2 separate regions of the Mus musculus genome follow, and region 2 is linked to region 1. Evidence: chromatin contacts called from public Hi-C data. All regions are on one chromosome and are shown on one strand. The core of a region is the stretch at or near the end of the contact, and the rest is flanking DNA. Distances in the headings are between cores, read along the strand shown.

Region 1 (5,571 bases), core at 1,037-3,536:
GAGTAATTACAGGTGTGTGCCTTTTTCCTTAATAAAACAGCCCTTAACTGCTCACCACTACTGCCAAAATCCTCCATCCAGGCCAGGAGGTTTATTCAACACTACAGGTTATACCCTTGCAGTGAATCCTGCCCACTGCACCCCATACAAGGGGATAGTCAAGGTGGAGCCTGTGCTCCGGGGAAATGGAACCAAGCTTAGCGGGTGGCCGCTGTACCTGGAGGCTCTCTTCCTCCATTTTTCCTCTACGGGCTGAAGAAAGCCCCACAGGGCACACCCCTGACTTCTCAAGCACCACCATTCTGTAAATACGGCCTGAAAGCACAAAGACCACCAGGTGGCGCTGTTTCCCTGTGCTTCCTTTTTTACTTCCGGTTGAGTATTGTAAGTGCCAGCAAGATCCCTGACCAGGGGTGGAGGCCCAGGATTTGAATCAGCATACTTGAATACTAGAAAATGAAGACTGAGGAAGGATGTTTTGTTTTTTGATAATTTTACCATGTGGAGCTCATGGCCCTACAGCCTCAGACCTCAGAGTGCAAATTTACAGGCATGTAATCCTTGCTGAAACCATTGGTTTTCTTTTAATTTCATTTGAAACAGGCTATCACTATGTAGCTGATGCTGGCCTTGAATACTTGGTCTTCCTTCTTCAGGATCCAGAAAAAAAAGGGAGGTGGGGGGACTGTGTATGAGTCATCATGCTGAAGTAGTAGAGCCTCTACCTTTATCTAAGGTGGGACAGGGTACTGGGTGAGCACCAAGAGACCACTGAGAATGGGATGTTTGAGCTGGGTTGGTTGACAAGATGCCCCGCTGCATACGGCCTCTTCCTATCCCCAAATGCCTGGTTTGAAACAACAAAATCTTGAAGAATTGAAATGAAAATAAAAAGACAAAATAAAAAGACACTCCGGCTGGGCAGTGGTGGCACATGCCTTTAATCCCAGCACTTGGGAGGCAGAGGCAGGTGGATTTCAGAGTTCGAGGCCAGCCTGGTCTACAGAGTGAGTTCCAGGACAGCCAGGGATACACAGAGAAACCCTGTCTCAAAAAAAAAAACAAACAAACAACAACACCAACAAAAAGACAGTTCAACTCCACCCCCTCCACCCCCAACCCCAATGAGGACCAGTAGTCTATCTTGCTAATCCAGAGCCCGTGTTTCTAGATGTTCTTCACGGCCCACAAACAAATAGCAAGCTGAGGCTACAGAGACGGGATTCAGACAGGCCAGGTGCAACCTGGGACTGTGCAGCTGAGGCTAGGCCAAAGACCCGAGTGACACTTCCATGAACTTGAGACCTCTGGACCACTCTAGGCTTCAAGTTTCATGATCTGTAGAAAGCTGAGAGTAGGGGACACTCTTTGTAGTGCTAAATTCTGCAAAGATGTTTCATGTAGGCATAAAATTCCCATGACAATCAATTATACTTTCTTACAAATGGGAAAACAAATACTAACAGGTTAATTTGTTCAAAGTCAAAGGGCTAGTAAGTGATAAACTGTGGTTTGAGGGCAAAGTCTAACCAGAGCTGTTACCAGCAATAAAGACTAACCACTACAAAACAGCTGCGTTGCTGAAGCTAGGTCATATGATCAGGCAAACCCTAAAAGTCCTTCCCATTCAGTCCTTCCAAGATCTTGAAGGTTGACAACTCTCTGAAGGCTTGTAAAAGGGTTCTTTTTTCACATTCCTTGAAGGCAATTCAAAATCTTCCTCAGAGTAGAGGGAACAGCGATAGGGATTGCAGTTAGACATCAGAGTGGCTTCCTAATCTTCAATTGCGGGAGGGTTGGGGGGCTGGGGAATGACTCAGAGGACACAAGAGTCCCAAAACCGAAGGACAGAAATTTAGCAAGCAAGCTGCTTTCTCACCCTTCACCCTCTGCACACATCTCCGTTCCTAATTTCAATAAAGGCTGAGCTGGAAGAAAGAAAACGGAAAGCGAGGCTTTCTGGGGTATTCTCTCTTGGGGCGTGAGTGTTAGGATGGGACCCAGTCAATGCCTGTACACCCACCACTATCTTTGTCAGTCACCCGCGGGAGCCCGCGCCCTGTCGAAGCCTGTCTTTGTCCCTCTCCATTTGGGCGTCTCTCGAGCAGACTGCAGTCTCTCGCCTGCCCGCGCCACCCGCCCGCGCCCGCGCCCGCGCCCGCCCGAGGGTCCCCGATTCGCGCCTCCCCCACGGCCCCGCCTGCCCGCTCGCAGCACACTCTCTCTCTTTCGCTGTCTCCTGCAGACAGATTTATGGTCAGCCCAGAGTCTCTCATTGGCCGAGCTCTGACAGGACTTGATTTAACGCCACGTTTCATTGGCTGATCTTGACAGGCCGATTTACGAGTCGCGATGCTATTGGTCCAGCGGCCTCGGCCCTGATTTACAGCCTGGTGGGCGCCGAGGGGGGTGGGGCGCGGCTGGGAACGAGGCCGCGCGCCCCTCCCCCGCATCCCTTGTACTCGCGTGCTCGCCGCGCGTGCCCGTCACGCCGCTTCCGGAGCGGCTCTGCGAGTGACCGGCCGAGACAGCGGGGAATTTGGCGGGCCGGAGGCCGGCGGCGCGCAGCCCGTGGGAGCTGTGTCGCGTTTGTTGCGCGGGACCCCTCCCAACCCCCCCTCCCACTCCCACCCCAGCTTAGATTTACGAGCTCAGGCTCGGCCTTCAGGAATTAGGAATATTTATGCTTCTTTGAGGTTTGGAGGGTGATAAATAAGGGGCCGCTGGGGTACAGTGAGAGCTCCTATTTCGGACGGGGCCACTTTCCCAAGGACCCTACCAGCGGCTCCCTCTCATCTTGAGCCAGAGGGAGCCCCAGGGCTGTGGGTGGTGGGCTTCAGAAACCAGTAAGAAAGTTAGAAAGGTACGGCCCTTGAGAACCCCCTCCGATGCCTGCAGTTTTGCAGCAGAAAGGATGGAAGGCAGGTCAGGGAAGAACTTTGTGAGCATCGTTCTTGGAGACCCTGGAGGGCGGTTACAGCCTTTCTGCAGAGGACCGAGAGAAGTGTGCTCTCTTCCTGTGCCTCTTAAGTTCAGTTGCTGAGGAATGAATTGGAGACAGCAAACACAAGCAGATTTCTAGGACTTGATGTCTCCCTCACAGAGAAGGGATTTGTCTGGATCCCTGGGAAAGGAGGCTAGGAATGTGGCGCCCAATGCATCTCCTAGGAGCCGCGGTTCCCAACCTGTCCACTCCCACTGCTGGCTGAAAATTAAAAACACTCCTTGCCCTGGGCCTCCGGGAAAAGAGGGAGGGAAGAAGGATCTGCCTAAGGATCCACATGCCTTCTCTAGTCCTCAACCACTGGCCAGCAACGTCTTTGCTCAAGGTTTGGAGAGTTAGCAGACAAAGATAGAGGCTGTGACATAAGGGAGGTCCACAGAGAACTGGGAAAGTCACCCTGCCTCCCCACTCCCCATGCCCTCGGTGACACTGGCCTCAGCAAGGATGGCCACAGTATACATATGCACAGGCTCCAGCTTGCTGTCCCCACCTCCTCCCACTGAGAGGAGGGAAAGAGAAGGGTCTAGACTGGCCCTTTAAGAGCCACTTAGGGTCAGAAAGCCTGGCCTACACAGAGAGGAAGGAGCTGATGTCAGAAGACGGATGGGCAGCAAGATGGGGATTGATGCTAATGGGGGAGTTAAAGCTAAGTACCCAGACACTCAGAGGGCAAAACTGCAGATCTGTCTTCCTTATGCTCACCTCCCCCCAACACCAAGGCTGTAAATCTGCCTCCTCAATCGGGGGATGAGAGAATAAGGAAAAAAGACAGGATCTCTTCTCCCTTTTCCTGCCCCCCCCCATTCTTTTGTTTTCTCCCAATCCATTACCCTTCGCAGTAAAATTTCCAACTTCTAGCATTTCATCAGAAATTGAGTCAATGATTGCTCCTCGTAGAGCAGTCTGAAAGCAAACCCCGTTTTCCCTCACCAGTCCTGGGTAGGAATGGATTGGGGTGACTGAGGTGAGGGCTCAGTAGCTCTCCCACCTAGCTCTTGCCTGGAGTTCACTCTAGTGTCTATCCTTGGAAACAGTAAGGTAAGGTGAGCTCTCACCAGGGCACTGGATGCCAGGAGCACCAAGGCTCTGGAGATGTCTCTAAGGGCAGCTGGAGGGGAACCTCAGGATTTATCCACAGAAGATATACAGTCTGGTTTCTCAGAACTTCCTTGGATCATACTGGCCTCTCTTCCAGCACATGTCCTGTCTGCTCAGTGGACAATTTTAGGTCAACTGTGTTTGCTTCAAAGGCAGATTTCTTTGTCCTTTGAGTACCACCTCAGGGGGGAAACTGACTCTCAGGAGTAGGAGCAGTCCTGCTGTTTTATCTTCAGATGGGACTTGCCTCCTGTCTTTCAAGACCCCTATTCCGCTGGTGACCTGACAGGTTTGCCCCGAGAACCCTCTCTATATTAGGAAGCAGCCCTCTGTACCACATCTTCCTAGCCTCAGAAACAGCTGAAGGCCTGGTTGCCTCTGGTTTCCAGTCATGAGAGAATGACCTTGTAACATGGATCTCATCTGTTCACCTCTCAAATTTTCTTTTAGAGGCCAAAAATTGCCTCAGGGGTGTCTTCTCTGTTTTCAGGGAAAAGGGGGAGCCAACTGAGTAAGAACACTGGAGGTTATGGGCAGGAACCAGGAGAGCCCAGCCTTCTAGACCCTTGCATCCGGACCAGTGTCTCCTCCCATCCCAGGGAGGTCAGCCCTTGCCCTCAGCCCTGGTCTCTAGCTGCTTCTCTACACTGGTGATAAATCCTGTCTTTGTCTCTCCTCTGACCCAGGCCCCAGGCAAGTTGGGGGTCAGAGTCTTGGGGGGGGGACACAAGAAGAGTGGGAGGAGAAGAAGGACAGGAGCAGCTGGTGGGCAGCCATGGGGATGTACACTGAGGGGATAGGACCTTTGGATTATTCTGTGGGTCCTGAACATTCCAGCGGGCTTATGTTTCAAGTGAAAAAGCCAGGGCTCCTGAAATGTGGAAGTATCTTCCAAATAGTCCCTGAAGCAGCAAGAATACTGGGACATGGTGTAAGGTACCTCAAAGGAGGCTGCTAAAGGGATAATATTGTGAACACCGTCCTTTTCAGCACCTCGGATTCCTACATGCATGTGTCATGTGCACATGTGCACACACACACATGATTTATGACCTGTCAGCATAAAGCAGCCCAGGAGAGCCAGCCTGCCCCTCGCCCGGCCCCTCCCCAGCAGCCCTTTCTTGCTGTGTCTTTCCTGTCTCCACCTCCATTTTTCCCCCCTGCTTGCTTGCTTTCTTTGTAAGATTTCTCTCCCAGCTTGTCATTTTCATTTCCCTCTCTCCACCTCTGCTTCTGTGCCTTCACTACTTTGGTTTCCTTCTTAGCCCTCTCCTCCCCTTCCCTTATTCTCTTGTGCTCTCCATGTGTCCAGACTCTCACACTCTAAGTCCTGCCACCCCTCTGTCTCAGTTCAACCATGAGCCCTGTTCCAACCCAGCAGAGACCTTTAGGTGTCAGGTTACGGGGACGAATGGGAGGAAACAGGCTCTACATAAGTCCAGTGGGTTCTGCTATGGCCAGGAAGTAGA
Region 2 (5,571 bases), core at 1,766-4,265, 78 kb before region 1:
AGTTATTGGTATAATCAATAAATGTTCTCTCTCAGTATCAATGGGCCAAGAAAAAAAAAAGCAGCTGAAATATAATCTATGTGGTAGGGTGTTTACCTAGAATGGATGAAGCCCTGAGTTAGATCCTCCATTACTAAGTTACTGGTTTTGGTGGCTGTGACCCCAGCATTCAGAAGTGGGAAAATCCAAGTCACAGTCAAAACAGGCAAGGTACTTCCATGATACCTAAGATCCTGACTCAAGTCATTCAAGAGCAGAATAGGCACTTCTGGCTCAGTTTCTCTCAAGAATTTGCATTCAAGATGTCCAATAGGAGTTATATGTGGCACACATCTGTAATTCTAGCATTCTAGAGGCTAAGTCAAGAAGATCACTTCAGGTTCAAGGCCAGCCTAGTCGATCTGGAGAATTCCAACCCAGCCAGAACTAAGAGCTATCTCAACAGCAGGTCTGAGGCTACAGAGATGACTCAGTGGTTAAGAGCCACGGGAAAATGGAAGCAAAGGTAGTATTTACCTTTTAGAACCTGGCTTAGTAGAAGAGGCAAGTTCTGTAACTCATGCTGTGGAATGCTAGGTAAGGATCAGTGATGTCTCTCCTGAGAACTTCTTCACACACATCTGACAACAGTCAGGAAGAGCACATCAGACCTTGGATGGATTTCAGTCTTCTCAGCATTATTGCACAGACAGTATATTAACTTTAATTCCCCCAACAAGTCTTGGGGAAAAGTACAATCTCTGTTTTATAGATTAATATATTGAGAACAAGGACGATGGCATAACTTGACACTTTTCTGTTGTTTTGGTGGTTTTGTGGTTTTGTTTTTTCAAGGCAGACTTTCTATGTAGCCCTGGCTGTCCTGGAACTCTGTAGACCAGGCTAGCCTTGAACTCTGGGATGCCTGACTCTGCCTCCTGAGTGTTGGGATTAAAGAGGTGCACCACCACTGCCAGCCTGGCTTTTAGACAAGAGTATATATCCCAGGTAGGTATGAAACTCTTATTCTACCTCAGCCTCTTGAGTGCTAGGATTCCAGGCATGTATCACTATACCAAGCTGTGGCCTATCTATTTATTAAATTATAGAGTCAGCATTCAAATTCGAGTCTCCTTTCTAATATAACATTTTCTGCACAAAATAAAAACATATTAACAACAATTAAAAAGTTAACATTAAGAACTCTATGTATTGGCTGGAGAGATGGCTCAGCAGTTAAGCGCACTGATTGTTCTTCCAGAGGTCCTGAGTTCAAGTCCTGGCAACCACCTTGTAGCTTGCAACCATCTGTAATGGGATCCAATGCCTTCTTCTGGTGTGTCTGAAGACAGCTACAGTGTACTCATCACATAAAATAAATCTTTTTTAAAAATCCTATGGCGGGGCATGATGACAAATGCCTTTAATCCCAGCACTCCAGAAGTAAGCAGATGGTGGTGAGTTTCAGGACAGCCAGGGCTACATACACCCTGTCTCAAAAGAACAAACAAACAAATCAGCTCATGGGAGTGAAGGCAGATCAGTGGCAGTGGCTCGGTGGCTAAGAGCACTTGCAGCCCTCCCAGAAGACCCATGTTTGTTCCCAACACCCACATGGTAGCTCACAGTCATAACTGTCTGTAACTTCTGTTCCAGGGGATCCTGGCCTTGGTACCAGGTGTGTACATTTGCTGCACATAAACACATGTAGGCAAAACACCTACACACAAAAATCTTTTTTTAAAGAAGTCTATAATTTTTATAAAGTATTTATAGTTGCTTTGGTCACATGTACATTCAGATGCATTCAGTTTCTAAATTTCACAGGAACTCTATAAATAACCTGGATAATTAAGTACTAGACTGTGCAGTCCAGACTGCAAGGGCAGTGCTTGAGAAGAGGACTGCTGACGGTTAAGATGAGCTAAGGACACTTGTGCAGGATTTCAGTAGCCTGGGCAATAGAGATGACTGTGAGTTGTATACCCTGGAATCACGGGAGCAAGGCAAACAGTACATTGGGCGTGTTAGTGAGACAACACTGAGTCCTCTATCCACAGGATGAGCTGAAAAGTAGCTGTCTAACCAGACAGCAGGAAAAAGGGAAGAGGTGGGGGCCTCCATGTCAGTTTATCAGTGTAAAGCCCTGGTAGCAATCAGTGGCCGTCCCTTCTGTCTGTTGAGATGAGGTTTCACTATACAACCAAGGCTGGCCAGAAACTCATGATCTGATCCTCCTACCTTAGCCTCCCAAGTGCTGGGATTATGCTCAGCTCAGTCTTCTGGAAACATATTCCTACATTCCAAAGATCTCTGCTCTTCCATCTAAGTATATTGTCACCTCCCATATCAGGAGGCACATGTTATTGTCCTAATACTAGAAGGGGGTGGGGAGGGGCGTGTACCAAAGCTTTTATTGTCCTATTATACAAGAGAACAGTTTAAGGAATAGAACAAGACAGACTAAACATAAATAAAAACATGTTTACCATAAGATCAAAGTAGCACCACCATACCGTATAGGAAACCACGGCAAGAAGATTCCAAGTTGAATTAAATTACCTGGAAATGCCCCTCTCCCCCACTAGTGAACAGTAAGTGGGATGCTAACCAAAGAAAATCAGGAGGTGCTATGGGGTTAGACAGGATCCAGCAGCCTGGACCCACGCCAGCGGAAAAAGCCATTGTCTGAGTTGCCTTCTGGATTTCCTGCCCTCAAACACCTACCCCTCCCAACACATACACTCAATGCTATACCTCCCACTCTGCCTCCCCAATCCCATAGAGAAAAGGCCATGCCCACCACAGGACAGCAGACGACTGAGGATCTCCAGGGAGAAGAAAGATCACCCAGCCTGCCGTAGTGCAAGCCTTTGGACTCACAGGAGAAGGATGTTTTCCAACCATAATAAAGGTTGTGAGATCCTCATCTCTCTCAATCCCCACTCACTTCCGCTTCTACTCTTCCACAACAGCTGGAAGTTTCTGCTGAAGTGAGCAACAGTTGAGTGGGAAGGAGTGTTTCTCTGAAGGTATGTCTTCTAAGCATGTCCTGGTGGTTTTGTGCCTGAAGGAGAATTCATCAGACTGGGTGTGGCAGAGTCATGTCTGGGATGAGGAATCTCCAGTTTACTCTTGTTTTGTTGGGATTTGGGGTAAAGGGATGTTTGGGGGAGACAGGGTCTCACTGTCTAGATGAAGCTGGTATTGAACCTGCAGTGTTTCTTCAGCCTGTGATCTCTCAAGTGCTGGAGTTATAGAAGTCGCACAAGACTTTCAAACCCACTTTCACTGTGATCCCCACACGCCCACACCCTGGTCCAGCCCAGTCCTGACCCTTCACTAGGGACCATTAGAGACCTGTTTCCACTCCCTGCTCCTATTCCCAGCCACTGCTTCCAGCTCCAGTGCCCCGCCTCCACACACTCCCCTGGCAAGCTGACTGAACAGTTGGCTGGGAACTGAGCTCAAAGCGGAAATGGGCAGTTGGGAGGTGTGATTTATGTTTCTGACTTCACCCCAGGCTAGAGCCCAAAACACGGACCCTCCTCCAAATGCCCTTTTGGCAAATTTCCTCTCCTTTAAAAACCTCAGGCTCTCCTAGCTGGTCATAGGTCATCAAATAAACCACCTCATCCACAACCCTAGCAACACAATGACCTTTCATGCCTCCAGCCCGCCCATTACAGACAAGGAAGAATGCATTGTCTTCACAAATCACCACAGGAGGCAGAGGCTCCTATCAGCCCCAAGCAGTAGGGAAGTCCCTCTAATATCTAATTTCCTTCTCTCCTGCTATTGAACAACTAGCTGGTGAAAACAAAAGGGAATTTGCTGTCTCAGAATGTACTCCTGGTAACTGTCTCCATCTCTGAAGAACTCTTCATAAGCCTGCCTTGTTGCACACCTGTAATGCCAGCACTGGGCAGCCAGAACAGGAAAATCTTGAGTTTGTGGCAGCCAGAGCTACACAATGAGATCCTATCTCAAAATGCCAGAGAAAAGATGGGAAGGGGTGCTATCAAGGTGCCACATTCTCCTCCTCAGTCACATGGTGTGGGCATCCAACTCTCATCCCTCAGGGACTGGAAACCACACCCACTCCACTCCAAAAACCCTATCTAGAATGGATCCTACTTAACTTCTAGAGCTATTCCTTCACCAGCTAGAAAGTCCTACTTCATCTTTTCTTTTTTTTTTTTTTTTTTTTTTTTTTTTTTGTAAATCATGTATCCCTGGCTGTCCTGGAACTCTTGGTGTAGACCAGGCTGGCTCAGACTTACAGACATCTGCCTCTCAATGCTGGTACTGAAGACTTAAGCCACTATGCCAGCTCTTCCGGCTTTAAAAGATAGCACATTAGTCAGATGTCCTTGCTAACTTTAGAGGACTTGTGAGAACATTAAATGAGAAAATCAAGCCAGGCTTGGTGGCTCATACCTCTAAATTCAGCCCATGTGAATCTGAGGCAGGAAGATTACCCAATAGTTTGAGGGCTAGTCTGGTCTGCATACTGAGTTTCAGGCCAGCCTAGACTACAGAATGACACTCTTTCGGAGAGAGGGAGAGAGGAGAGAGAGAGCCTGGCAGAGTAGAACATGCCTATATCCCATCAATTGGGAGGTAGGGGAAGAAAAATCAGGAAAATTGAGGCAAGCCAGAACTATAAGCCTTAAAAAGCAGGCACTGGGCATGGTATCACACAACTTTAGTGCTAGCACTCAGGAAGCAGTGGCAGGTGGATCTCTGAGTTCCAAGACAGTCATACTACATAAGGAAATCCTGTTCCAAAAATCAGTAACAGAAAACCACAATGTTAATTTTAAAAGTATCAACTGCTGCCTCATAGGATTCTCTTGGGGTTAACATAGGTAATATTTGTGAACTGCTCAGTTTTCTAAATAATACTGAATAACTTTGGCTGTTCCTACTCCCATAGTACCTCAAATTACAGAGGACCTGAGATTTTGCCCCTTCCAGATGCCCAGAGCTGTATCTCTTTTCAGTCTCCTCCAATAGGATGCTTACATTCTAGCTTTTAGTTTTTGAAGGCACAGGGTCAGATGAATGAGTGGGCCACCCTCCATTCACTTCTGGAGTCTGGCCTAGTTGGCCTGGCTTTCCTCACTACCCCCTACAGAGCCCTGAGCTCATCCTGGTTACCAAGTATTTGTTTGTTCCTGGCCCCTCACAAGGACTTCAGCCTGGTTTTCCCCTGAGTTCCTATATATAAGAATCTGAATGTGTTGTAAGATGGAACCCCAATGCTCAGCTGGCTTAATCACTCTCATTTAGGACAGACAAACTTCAGAGCCAAAGAAGGAGACTCCTGCTCGAGTCGGAACTTCTGAGACAAGTGCCTAGATCCATCCCAGAGGTTCCTGTCTGCTCCCATAGCTAGAATTCTCATCCCCTTCTTCCTTTCTTCCTCTCTGAGGGCAAAATAAATCAATATTTTAAACTATCTGGAACATACAGAGTGGCTGGACAGAGGCCCCAAAAAGTCCTCCACTCAACTTTTCTTCCTCCTTTCTCCCAGGTATCCCCTAACTTTAGTTCCTGGCCTGCATTCCTCCCCTGACACACCTCCTG

Evidence for each region. A called contact is a pair of places that touch in the nucleus more often than the background predicts.
Region 2: a Hi-C map of uterus shows a contact between it and region 1, with 2.6 times the contacts expected there. The contact joins two enhancer-like sites. A contact is called at or near these places in 1 of 39 promoter capture datasets (macrophages), 1 of 484 Hi-C or Micro-C datasets (uterus), 2 of 115 datasets of contacts at active chromatin or transcription factors (embryonic stem cells and heart atrium) and 1 of 9 other capture datasets (adipose tissue).

What each region holds. Positions count from the first base shown.
Region 1 is chr15:103,302,101-103,307,671 of GRCm38.p6, reverse strand. No RefSeq gene overlaps it. Among named protein-coding and RNA genes, the nearest start is that of Gpr84, 5.6 kb to the left of the region's middle. Within about 2 kb of position 2,286, at least 354 of the 459 cell types and tissues checked have an H3K27ac peak or open chromatin away from gene starts, as enhancers often do. A contact at or near this core is called in adipose tissue, heart atrium and uterus, where this site is marked.
Region 2 is chr15:103,381,090-103,386,660 of GRCm38.p6, reverse strand. No RefSeq gene overlaps it. Among named protein-coding and RNA genes, the nearest start is that of Itga5, 17 kb to the right of the region's middle. Within about 2 kb of position 3,015, at least 88 of the 459 cell types and tissues checked have an H3K27ac peak or open chromatin away from gene starts, as enhancers often do. A contact at or near this core is called in adipose tissue, heart atrium and uterus, where this site is marked.